2 separate regions of the Mus musculus genome follow, and region 2 is linked to region 1. A link is a contact called in public ChIA-PET data. All regions are on one chromosome and are shown on one strand. Each heading gives the region's core, a stretch centred on a gene start, on an enhancer-like site or on the middle of the called end of the contact. The rest is flanking DNA. Distances are from core to core; before and after follow the strand shown. Region 1 has its middle 14 kb from the start of Gm12326. Region 2 has its middle 27 kb from the start of Gm46262.

Region 1 (6,231 bases), core at 3,312-5,811:
TCCAGCCCCAACAGTCAGGCAAGTCTGCCACAGCCTTTCATTCATTCTCAACAGCTCTTATCTCACCAATTCCTCAGTTCTCTGAGACTGTCTCTCGAGACAAACCTAATTTGACACTGACATAAGGACCAGATAGCATGTAAGGATTAAGAATAAGGACTGCAAAGTCACACTGATATCAGTTGAAAACCCAGATTTGCTTAGTAGCTATGGCCCCCTAGTCAATTTAGTCAACTACTGTGAGACTCAACTCCCCCATGTGTAAATTAGGGGTTGTGTTGGTTCATTTTCTTTTGCTGTACTAAAGTATCAGAGTCTGGTTAACATAAACAGCAGTTCCAAAGGTAGAAAAGCCAAGGCCAAGGTACTGCTATCTGACATTGGTCTTCTTATGCACACTCATGAGTCAGAAGGCAGAGGGTGAACTAGCTGCCACAGCCCTTTATACAGCAGCACTAACCCACTCATGAGGCCAGAGTCTTGCAGGGCCAGAAGGTCCTACCTCCCAACATCACCATTAATATAACCTGTATCCTCAATGTCCCCTAAAGTCCTACATTTTGAAAGCTCAGTCATCAGCCTGAGAAGTAGTAGAATCTTTAGGAAATTGTGGTGATCAATTTTAGTTGTCAACTTGACACAGTCTAGAATCATCTGGAAAGAGTCTCAATGGGAGATTGTCCAGATCATGTCTGTGGGGGACTATTGGAGTATGTTAATCGATGTAGGAAGACCTAGCCCACTGTAGGCAGCACCAATCCTTAAGCAGAGGATCCTGTGCCAAATAAATAAGAGAGGGAGTTGAGCCCTGACAAGAACACATGCATTCATTCTATCTTGTTCTTGACCCTGGATAAGATATGACTAATTTAAGTTTTTGACACTTTGATTTTCCTTCTATGAATAATTATAAGCTGGAATTGTGATCTAACCTAAGCCCTTTCTCCTTTAGGTTGTTTGGGCAGGAGTTGGTTATCACAGCTATAGAAATGAAACTAACAGGATAAGCCTAATGGAAGGAAGTCATATTACTGTCGACATGCCCTTGATTGGGCTATGGGTACGCTGAATCCTTCCTTTCTCTTTTTACTTACTAGCCTCTATGGAGTGAATGACTTTATCTCACATGGGCTTCTTGCCAGGATAGGCAGCCTAACTTCAGTCCCCCTAAACATTAGAGCCAAACAACTACAGATTGAAACTTCTGAAACCGTGAGACCAAATAAATCTGTCTTGTTTAAGGGAATTGCCTTACTATTTTGTCACAGCAACTGAACACTGACTGTTACACAGCCACACATAAGTTTGGTGGTGAATTTGAATTGTAACAGAACTTATAATACTAGCTCTGCCTTAGGGCTATCTTAAGGAGTAAGGGAACCTAACACAAAAAGTGCTTAGTGTAGGGTTGATATGTGTCAATACCCTAGTTAATGCTAATGCCACTTTTGTCTTCATTGATATCGTCATCATCATCGATATTATAGTCATCAATTTAATTATCTTCATCAGTATCATCATCATTTTACAATCATCCTCATCACTGTGCTCTTTAGATACTTGAGGGTCCAGTTTGGGAGGTTCGTAAGAGGCCAGAGAGCAGGCTGTGCAACTGTGCAAGTGGAAATGTCGTGTGAAGTGAAATGGTGAGAGCTAAGGCGCAAGTCAGCCAGACCCCTCCCATAGCTCTCTGTCCCCTAACTGTGCCAGCCTTGCTCTCAGCTACCCCATTTCCAACTCTCTCAGAAGCCTGGGCTTGAGACCTGAGAAAGGTTTTCTGGAGAAATAGAGAGACGGTGGTGGGGCCACAGGGCCCAAGAATGAACTCTGAGGCATTACCAGGAGAGGACAGGGCAGAGTGAGTATTTGAGTTTCAGCTGGGAAGACCAGGAAGCAGCGATTCCTTCTCTGAGAAGGGGAGACCCCTAAATAGGGGAGGATTAGTGTGCCAGCTCACTTCCCTTGGCACTGAGTCTAGACTGAGGGCATCCATCTGTACAGTTGCTAGAAGATGTCTTGCACCCACTGTCCCCACCATGAGCAGCCTGTGGAACTGTGTAACACTTCTTTCCCAGTAGCTACTGTCCTCAGACCTGCCAGAGCTCCTGTCTTATCCTCGTTCATTTCTTCCACTGTCCAAGGACTCACCTTCCATCAGTAGAAAGCGAATGTCTCCTGTAAAGGCTCTGAAATCAGGGGTGGATGGGGTTAGGTTAGGGTTAAGGATAGAGCTAGGTCTTAGGGTTAAGATTAAGCTTAGGACTAAGGATAAAGGTTAGCACAAGCCTGGCCATTTTCCCCAGGAACAGATTATTTCACAAATGGTCTCTCTGTACTTGTTACTTTTCTTATTTCTGTAATGAAATATCTGTCAAATCAGCTTAAGGATAGAAGAGTTTATTTCAGTTTTGTGGTAGGGCTGATCTGAAGGAGCCAACCTGAGCTAGCCGGGTTTGTAGGCCATTTAGCTGGTGAAGCAGGCAAGCTGCCGGTGACCTTTCTTATTACCATCCAGTGAGACCCTCACAACATTCCCATGCACTTAGGAGCACTGTGTAGCCTATAATGAACTCCAATAATCATTCTGTCATCTAAAACTTGCAAGAGACACAGCAAGCAATTAATTAGCAGAGCCAGTACATTCATTAAGTCACGGAGCGATAGTAAGACACAGCTAGTCTGTGGGCTCTGAGCTTAGTCGGCTAACCTCATCAGACAGAGTCTGGAACCTGGAAACCAAAGAGGAAGGGGTCTCACTTGTCATCCACTGCTAAAACAGCCCAGAATGGCTTCAACCACTCATGTACTCATCTCTGTTCAGTGTCCTGATCCATCAGCTGCAGAACCAGTGTGTCAGGTCTCTGTGTCAGGACCCTATAGATGCTGCTCCTTCTGGGCCAGGAGATGCAGCAGCCTAAAGGAATCTGGGAGATGGAGGTGGTCAGCCACAGGGAGAAGGTGGAGACGGCCCTGCTTATACTTGCTGTGATTATTATATCCCCCACTCAGACTCGTTTCGTAAATGTAGGTGACCAACATCTGTTCTCAGCCAATGAGTGACCGGCGGAAAGTGTGACGTTAGCCCTTTGGCACAGAAGGTATGGTGCTCTGGTCGATGGTAGCAGTGGTTGTGGGTTGCAGTGGAGAAGAAAGGCGAGCTTTGAAAAAAAAACCCTAGTCTCCTGTCAGCTTTCATCGTGATTTGAAGACAGGTCTCTGCTGCACGCAGAAAGGATTTAGCTCCAAGATACAATAAAACCACATTTAAAAATTCATCCAACTTCAGGGCATCGGGACACTGAAGGAAAGGAACTTTCTGATAAAGTAACAATAATCCAGTTTAGAAGACAGTTGCCATGGTTACCTCCAGTCTCTGGGGTTGTTTTTCATTTGGCAAGAGGTATTAGATATCTTTCCAAGGTAAGCTGAATGGACCAAGAGGCCTGAGGAACACAGTATGTCCTGGGGCTCAGGTCATTCGATCCTGTGATAGCTAGAGTCACTGGCCAAGTGACAGTCCACCCCAGATAGAGTCTGATGCTCCAGAGAGGGCACATTCTACCCATCAGTTGAACAGGAGGAACTGAGCCCCTACACCAGTGATAGCATTCAGGGATGTCAGCCAGCTGCACTTGAGGGGTTCTAGATAGGTAGATGCTGTCTGCATCCATTTCCTTACCAGTAACCTCACACGGGAGGTAATACGTCTACATTGCAGATGAAGCAACTGAGGCTCAGGACACCGAAGATGCTCAGCAGAGCTCACACAATACTGGAGTTGGTGTTCCAACCCCAACAGCTCACATGCTGAAGATTTAGTTCCCAGTGCAACAGAGCTCAGAGAGGGTGTTTGGGGGAAATGAATAGATTACACGGGCTCTTACCCCCTTGTTGATGAACTGATTCCCATTGTCTGTGAACTGTCTGGGACACTGGCTCAGTCCCCTTGCATGGGGCAGCTGTGTTCTCAGTTGTTCCTCCCCTGAGGCCCCGAAGGAAATGAATTCAGCCCAACTGTGGGTCTGTCTATGGGGTGTATGGCCTACAGCAGTGCTCACCTGGGGTGATTCTGCACTACCTAAAAGGACAGCTGCCTCTATCTAGAGGGGTTTGGGTTGTTTGGCTGGGGGAAGGGATACATCCACCACCACCACCCGCCAGCAGTGTCTTCTAGGACAGCTGTTCTCAACCTGTGCATTTGGAGGGTCACTTAAGAGTATCGGGAAGCTTTACATTATGATTCATAACAGTAGCAAATGTATAGTTATGAAGTAGCAACAATATAATTTTATGGTTGGGGGTCACCACATGAGTAACTGTATTGAAGGGTTTCAGCATTAGGAAGGAAGAGAACCACTGCTCTAGGAGGAAGCCCAGTAATAGTGCTAAGCATTAAATAAGGCATGATACACACACACACACACACACACACACACACACACACACACACAGAGAGAGAGAGAGAGAGAGAGAGAGAGAGAGAGAGAGAGAGAGAGAGAGAGAGAGTCACCTGGACATTGTGAGAGCAGAAAGGCCTTCCACTGCAGTGAGCACACTGCCACTCCATACCCCTCTAACCACTAACCACATCCGGCAATTGAGCCCCTGAAACGTGGCCAGTCATGACTGAGGAACTAAATGTTCAAGTTTATTTCATTGTAATTAATTTGATTTTAACCTTAAATAGCCACATGCGGTTGGCTAATGGAAGCTGTGTGGACCAGTTCTGTTCTCAGCAGGATGCAGAGAGTCTTCCTTGGTTCCTGAGGGGAAGCTTCACTCCCAACTGCAGAAGTGTCTTCAGGGCACATTTCCCTGAACGAAAGATTTCCTACCACATTCTCCCTGGCCAAGCAGGCCTTCAGTCCGTGCTGGGGCTTGAGTCCAGCTCTCACCTGCTCTCCAGTGAGCCCTTTCTGGCTTCCAACAGATCCTGTCCAGACCCCTGAGACTGTGACCCTGAACCACAGGTATGAAGAGGAAGTTGAGTTCATGAATCATTTCCTCTCAAGAGAACTCTAACCTGCCCCTTTCTTCCCAGCCATCAGCTCTGCTCTACTGAGAGGTGTGGCTGGGCAAAATGCTTGTCCTTCCTTCAGGGATAGCAAACTCTCACCCTCCCGAACTTTTGGGAGTTCTGCTGGAGAATGGAGGAACCTGCCCCAAGGGTAACTTAATGTCCCTGCACAGGTAGAGATTGTGACAACTCCAGGCAGCAGCCCCTCTGGCTTATTATACACCCAGTCCAAGAAACTGACTTCTATGTAGCCAGGCAGAAACCTTAGATGGAGGAAAGCCGTTGAAGCCTAGCAGGAGCTGGGAGAGGATGCGCAGAATAGGGGTTTGTTCAGGAGGGTGGGAGGGATGAAGAAAGAGAAATCGTCTTGCCAAAGGGTCATAAGGGTTTTAATATCATTCCTATTTCAGAAATAAAGGTGAGCTCAGATGGATTAAGCCACTTATCCAAAGCAACACAGCAAGTTCATGGTAGAATTATCCTTTGAACCTGAGTCTACCAGTCTCCAAGCCCCGCCATGTTAAATCTGAGGCATCAGTAAGAGGATGTGTCACTGGACTTTCAAGGGTGTCACAAAGCCCTCTGTGGGTCATTTGTTCAAAACAAAAACCCTGATTTTCTGGAGGCCAGGCCAAAGAAGATGTATGGCGGTAGCATCGCTTTGGCACCAAGGTGAAGATGAGACAGAGTGGCTCCCTCCCAATTCTGCTTGGGAAGCCAGCTGTGCCTCTAATTGGCTCCGGGGATAAAGATGTGGTTGGGGGATGGCTATTTATTTCACAGTGGGAAACATACATCCTGATTTGTGTGATCAAAATCCAGTCTGACTCTCTGGGGTGCTGCTGGGGGGGGGGGGAGGTTGGGAGCTGGCAGGGACAGCCACTGGGCTGGGGAGCTGCTTAGCTTTGAAGTGTTTGCAGAGCCTCCTAATTAAAGGACAGGCCCACAAGGAAGCAAGCTGAGTAATGTGGGGAATTGGAATCTGGATGGCTGCGAATCTCCATGTTGAAATTAATCCGTTTTCTGGCTCTAAGAGGATGTTCTCTGGTCTCGTCTTCCATGCATGTGGCTTTACAGCTATTATCCAATTATGCCTCTTTAGAGTTTAAATGTATGTTCTGGAGCAAACAAGGGTGACAAATGGGTGGCAAGAATTTACTAGCTACTACTCTGTGCCCTTGACAGACATCACTAATCAATCAAAGTACCATTTT
Region 2 (5,775 bases), core at 383-2,882, 270 kb after region 1:
TGAGACTGCTTCCAGAGAAATTTAGCTGAGGAGGGAAGACCTGTCCTTAATACAGATAATGCCATCCATGAGCTGGAGTCCTGTACAGAGAGAGAGAGAGAGAGAGAGAGAGAGAGAGAGAGAGAGAGAGAGAGAGAGAGAGAGAGCATCTCCCTGCTTCCTGACAGCAGACATGGTGTGTCGCCTCACACTCCTGCCTCCATGATAAAAGTACCTTTCAAGTATTTTTTTTCTTCCTTTAAGATGCTTTTATCAACTATTTTAATTATTACAACAATAAGAAAAGTGGCTGTTACTGTGAACAACAGCACTGTGGCCACAACCTACTTTCTACCACTCAAAAGGTTACTGGAGAGAGAGCCCTTCCAAGACAGGTAAGTTAGGCAGACTAGTTGTTGTTGTTGTTCTAACAGAATACCTTATGCTAGATACTTTGTAAATAAGAACACAATTTGGGAAGCTGAAGAACAAAACCTGAGTGGCCCTATCAATTCAGCTTCTGGTGAGGGCTCCCTGAATGTGTTACAACATGGCAGAGGAGCTAAAAGAGAAACAGCTTATGAATGCAGAAAAACCCAAGCCCGTGAAGTGACCTCAATTTATAACAATTCACTCTCTGGAACTGGAGTTACAATTGCTTGTGAGCTGCCCTGTGGTTGCTGAGACTCAAACCCAAGCAAGAGCGGCCAGTGTTCCCAATTACAGAGCCACCTCTCCAGTCCCTTGAACACTAACGTCTAAGTTGGGGTTTGTATTCTTGCACAAAGCATCACGACCAAGAAGCAAGTTGGGGAGGAAAGGGTTTATTCAGCTTATACTTCCAAACTGCTGTTCATCACCAAAGGAAATCAGGACAGGAAGTCACACAGGGCAGGAACTTGGAGGCAGGAGCTGAGGCAGAGGCCATGGAGGGATGCTGCTTACTGGATTGCTCTCCCTGGCTTGCTCAGCCTGCTTTCTTATAGAACCCACGAACACAAGCCCAGGGATGGCACCACTCACAATGGGCCCTCCCACTTTTGATCACTAACTGAGAAATGCCTTAGAGCTGGATCTCATGGAGGCATTTCTTCAAGGGAGGCTCCTTTCTCTGTGATAACTCCAGCTCAAGTTGACACACAAAACCAGTTACCACACCCATTTCAACACCCGCACACTGGGTAACAACCCCCCTAACACTTGACAACTGGGATACAAGCCACATCTACCTGTGTGGGATCAGCGGGGAAGAGCCTTCCAGAAGTGAAGACATTCCAAAACCCAGTCCCAAAAAAATAAAGCAAAGGGGACACATGATCTGAGAATAGGGACAAGCAATCTGAGAGCTAGTGAACTGCCTTGCACGGCTGGTGAAGAAAGGCTGGTGACGGAGGTAGAGATCCCTGAAGCCTACCATGAGGGGGACAGAGTATCCCACAAACCCTAAGAACTCTGGAGAGCTTACAGTGCGTTCAGGCTTTTACATTGCAACAATTCTATTTTCCTACGCCGTGCAGACACTCATCTGGCTCCTTCCCCTGCATTTGGAATTAATACAGATCGGTGTGCCCTAAAGGCTGGGCTAGAGGCAGCCTCTGAACAGCGCGCTGAGGAGAGTCTCAAGGGGTGACTAAGGCTGCACTCCAGGAAACAGGAAACTGGCAGAGGCAGGAAGTCCTGTGTGGCTGGAGCCCAACTCAAAAACTCTTCTCCTATCTGAGTCATAGCAAGACAAAGGCTGCTGTTGCCCAGCAACAGAAGCCCCAGCTCCGGGCTTGGATTCCAGCTGGCTAACCCTTCCCCTTCGGAGGAGGGGAATCTGATTTCCAGCTTTCTTTCTCACCTTCCTAAACTCACCTGCACCAAGCTACCTGACATTCAGCCTGTCCCAAAAAGCACCAGCTTGGGATGGAGGGTACAGAGTCTGCTGGGGCCTCGCCCAAGGGAGCACAGCTAACTAGTAGCAGACCCGAGCTGGGAGTACCAGGTGTTCTGGCTTCTTCCTTTCCTGCGTGAGACCTCTTTATCCACCAGGTGCAAGCCGGAAGTGCCTATGGCAAAAACATTGACGGCGTAGGAAAGAAAGATTGGTTCCAAAAGATGAAAAGAAAACCGAAAGATCAAATTGATTAAAACGTCGAAAGCTTATAAAGTTGGCCATTGCACAGGATTCGTGAATGGAGCGGTATAAAATGTATAATTGAACAGTCCCTTTTGACCAAGTCGTTTCTAAAGCAAATTTATTTTTTTAAAAAAAATCATTTGGTTTGTTGTAGCAAGAAATAAACCCGCACCTAATGAGAGATAAATATTATATATGACAAGAGAAGCTTCCAGAAGTAAGACGGTAACAACTCAGTGGAGGCTCTACACGGTACTAACCAAACCATCCTCTGGTAGACAGGGCTTTGAGTTAGAGCCTGAGCTAAAAGCTATCCCGGAGCAACTGAGTCCCGGCGAACTCTCCTCTCCTGAATCCCAAAGCTTGGTGTATAGCTAACTGAGCTGCAGTCTCGTCTCAGAGACAGCCGCTTCCCTGACTGAGCATGCTCACTGCAGCTCCCAACAGCCTGCAGAATCCGCTGATCCTATTAGTGATAAGGGGGCCAGGGAAAAGCCCAATCTCGTGTTGCAAACAGATTATGTTGATGGAAACAAGATAGAGGCTAGGTGCTCAGCGGCAGCGGGGTGCCTGGGAGCAGCTTCCCTATAGAAACAAGTAAGCACACCCATGCTGCCTGGGGAAACGGAAGATGAAGGTGCTGTAATCTCATTTTTAGTGAGATGATCTCCACATGCCTGAGGAGTCAGCTCCCCACCCCCACCCACCTTCAGAAGGCCTCTGGAGAGAAGTTTAGGGAAGCATATATGGGGTAGGGGGACACAGGCTCAGGACCTGGAGCCCTGGGCTCTACTCCTGGATATGATCAAACTAGCTGACATCAGCAGATAAATAGTTCACCCCTCTGAATCTCAATTCTCTTTGTGTATTAGATGGCAGGAGGGAAAGAGATGACCAACTCCACACTTACATCCAGCACTAAGAGGCCATGAAGGTTAGCTTCTCTCTGCATCCATGTAGTCCAGGTGCTCTGAGGTCTGAGTAATCCCAAAATCCCATCGGCCCTGCAGTAAAGGCTTCCTGGTCCCTATCTCTGGTTGACCACTGGGGCTGCTGGCCCTATCCTGATTCCATCACTTCAGTTGAATAGATGCCTGGACACCAGTGGTGTTGGGGTCTCAAAGTGTTTTTCCTGTTAACACAAGAACCTAATTGCTACCCACCCCTGCCTCTGTGCTGCCCTGGTCATACATTCTCCTCTGCCGTGCTCGGGAACCCTCAATACAAGAGTATACATCTTCTTTGACGTAGTTTATTCTCTATTCCTTCTCACCATTGCTGGTGCCCCTCACTCATTTTCTTCTCTCTGAGCTCCAGTCTGCGGCTGTCCCCACTTAATCTTAAAGAATTCCCCTAGGCGTTTTGTGCCGTGGGTGCCCACTCAGCTCTTGTTCATCTGAAAATGGCTTGATAACGCCTTTGTTTTGATATGAAATGGATGTTTTTCACTGGCTGCAGAACTTTGCACTGGCCGTTCGGGCTGCTTCTTTGGTATCTCAGCATGCCAGCCACATCTCTGGTGTCTAAAGATCTCTGCTGTTTGGATGGGAAATCCATTGTCTCCGGTATCAGTGGTCCCCTGTGTGAAGCTTTGTTGTCTCTGCCTTCAATGTCTCCCTGTCTTTGTTTTTTAGGTAACTTGATACCGATATGTCCAGGTAGCCTCTCCTTTGCATTTATCTAACTGTGGAGTTTCCTGACTTTCGTGGATCTGTATTTCACAAAATTGGAGGAAATTTGGGACACTGCTCTATACACTTCTTTGCCCAGTTCTCTAGTTAATTATACACATCGCCGGCGACTTTATGTTGTCACACATGACACTAAGGCAATGTTTGACTTTGTCTCAATCATTTTGTTTCTTTACAAATTGGATAATTTCTGTGTTCTGTCTTCAATTTAACACATCTCTTCAATTTCACTGCCTTCTCCAATTTGCTCTTAAGCCCATTAGTAAACTTTTTTTCTCCCCCATTTCCTATTTCACTTTGAGATTCTGGAATTTCTATTCGGTTTTTATGTCTTCCCTTTTCTTCCTGTGTGTTTATCATGGCGATTGTGTCCATGTGTTTTGGTTTGGTTGTTTGTGAGTTTGTTTGTTTGTTTTTATATTTGTTAATTTCACTTTTTATATGTGTGAGTGTCTTGCCTGCCTGGACATATGTGCTTCGTGCACATGCCTGAAGCCAGAGGAAGCCAGAAGAAGGTGTTAGATGCCCTAACAAACGACTTTTAACCACATGTGGGTGCTAGGAGCTGAATACAAGATCTCTGGAAGAGCAACAAGTGCTTTTTTTATATATGAATATTTCAGAATATATTTTGAAAGAAGTGGGTTCTCCATTCCAAATTATATTTAAATAAAACCTAACAATTTTCTTAATATAATTTAATGGAGATTCAGGAAATCATTTTCTTTTTTGACTAAAGAAAAATTTTTGTTTGCTTGCTGTTTTTTTTAATTAGATATTTTCTTTATTTACATTTCAAATGTTATCCCCTTTCCTAGTTTCCCCTCCGAAAATCCCCTATCCTATCTCCCTTTCTCCTGCTCCCCAGCCCACGCACTCCTGCTTCCTGGCCCAGGCATTCCCCTCTACTGGAGCATAGAACCTTCGCAGGACCAAGGGCCATTCCTCCCATTGACGACCAACTAGGCCATCCTCAGCCAGGGCCACAAGTACTTCCATGTGTTTTCTTTGATTGGTGGTTTAGTTCCAGGGAGCTCTGGGGTTACCGAGTTCATATTGTTGTTCCTCCTTCAGCTCCTTGAGTACCTTCTCTAGCTCCTTCATTGGGGATCCTGTGCTCCATCTAATGGATGACTGTGAGGATCCACTTTGCAACAAGTGCTCTTAACTGCAGAGCCAGCCCTTTAGCCCCAAGTATATGTGTATTTTAATAGCTTCTTTTAACAGATTTTTTTTCCAACTAATTCCAGTTTGAATCATTTTACAGTCTATTTGCATTGGCTTCCTTTTTCCTGTGATGCCAATCACCATCTCCTGCTTTTTGTATCCAGTAATTCTTAGGGGCATACCATCAGTGTGGGTAATATATTGTAGAGACTCTGCAGTCTTTGTTTTCTCCAAGATGAAAGCTGGTTTTGTTCTAGCAGGAGGTCAAGTTACTAGATAACCACCCTGAGGTCCTGAAGAGACAGTTTTGGATATTGTTCTCCTTCAGTCATACAAGTCCCTAGATATAGGCTCTCCTAGTACAATGAGAACTCTCTGAAAGTCCAGTGGAAGGGAAAATCCAATATTCTATGAAGCCTCGTGACTTGACAGGATCTATACCCCACTCTCATTTCCCTAAAAAAATAAAATCTGTGTTCAACTGCTTTAGCCTATTGGCTGTTTGTTTTTTCTGAGCTCTAGACCTCGTCCTTGTATATTTCAGAGATTAGTCAGAGATTTGAGAGTGCTGATTTTTATCTGGTAGCACCTCAGTAGCACCTTAGCCTTCAACTGCCAGCTACTATCCACTCTTAAAGACTTGAACTCTATGCTAGTAAGACAGAGATCCTAAGTCCTGGTCCCAGTCTGCATTTTCAAAACAGTCAATCTCGCCCAATGTGTTCCTTCGTTTCAAGGCTAGAATAGCTTTTATTGTCTGCCCACTGCAGGACACTCTGCAGCATCTACAAGTAGTTTTTGTCCAGGGCTTGTAAT

Evidence for each region. ChIA-PET counts read pairs in DNA pulled down with a chosen protein or histone mark.
Region 2: a contact with region 1 is called in an RNA polymerase II ChIA-PET map of memory CD8 T cells, with 11 read pairs. The contact joins two enhancer-like sites. A contact is called at or near these places in 2 of 39 promoter capture datasets (the C10 cell line and cranial neural crest) and 2 of 115 datasets of contacts at active chromatin or transcription factors (embryonic basal ganglia and memory CD8 T cells).

The regions. Positions count from the first base shown.
Region 1 is chr11:71,723,685-71,729,915 of GRCm38.p6, forward strand. No RefSeq gene overlaps it. Among named protein-coding and RNA genes, the nearest start is that of Gm12326, 14 kb to the right of the region's middle. Within about 2 kb of position 4,562, at least 22 of the 459 cell types and tissues checked have an H3K27ac peak or open chromatin away from gene starts, as enhancers often do. A contact at or near this core is called in memory CD8 T cells, where this site is marked.
Region 2 is chr11:71,994,464-72,000,238 of GRCm38.p6, forward strand. No RefSeq gene overlaps it. Among named protein-coding and RNA genes, the nearest start is that of Gm46262, 27 kb to the left of the region's middle. Within about 2 kb of position 1,633, at least 214 of the 459 cell types and tissues checked have an H3K27ac peak or open chromatin away from gene starts, as enhancers often do. A contact at or near this core is called in memory CD8 T cells, where this site is marked.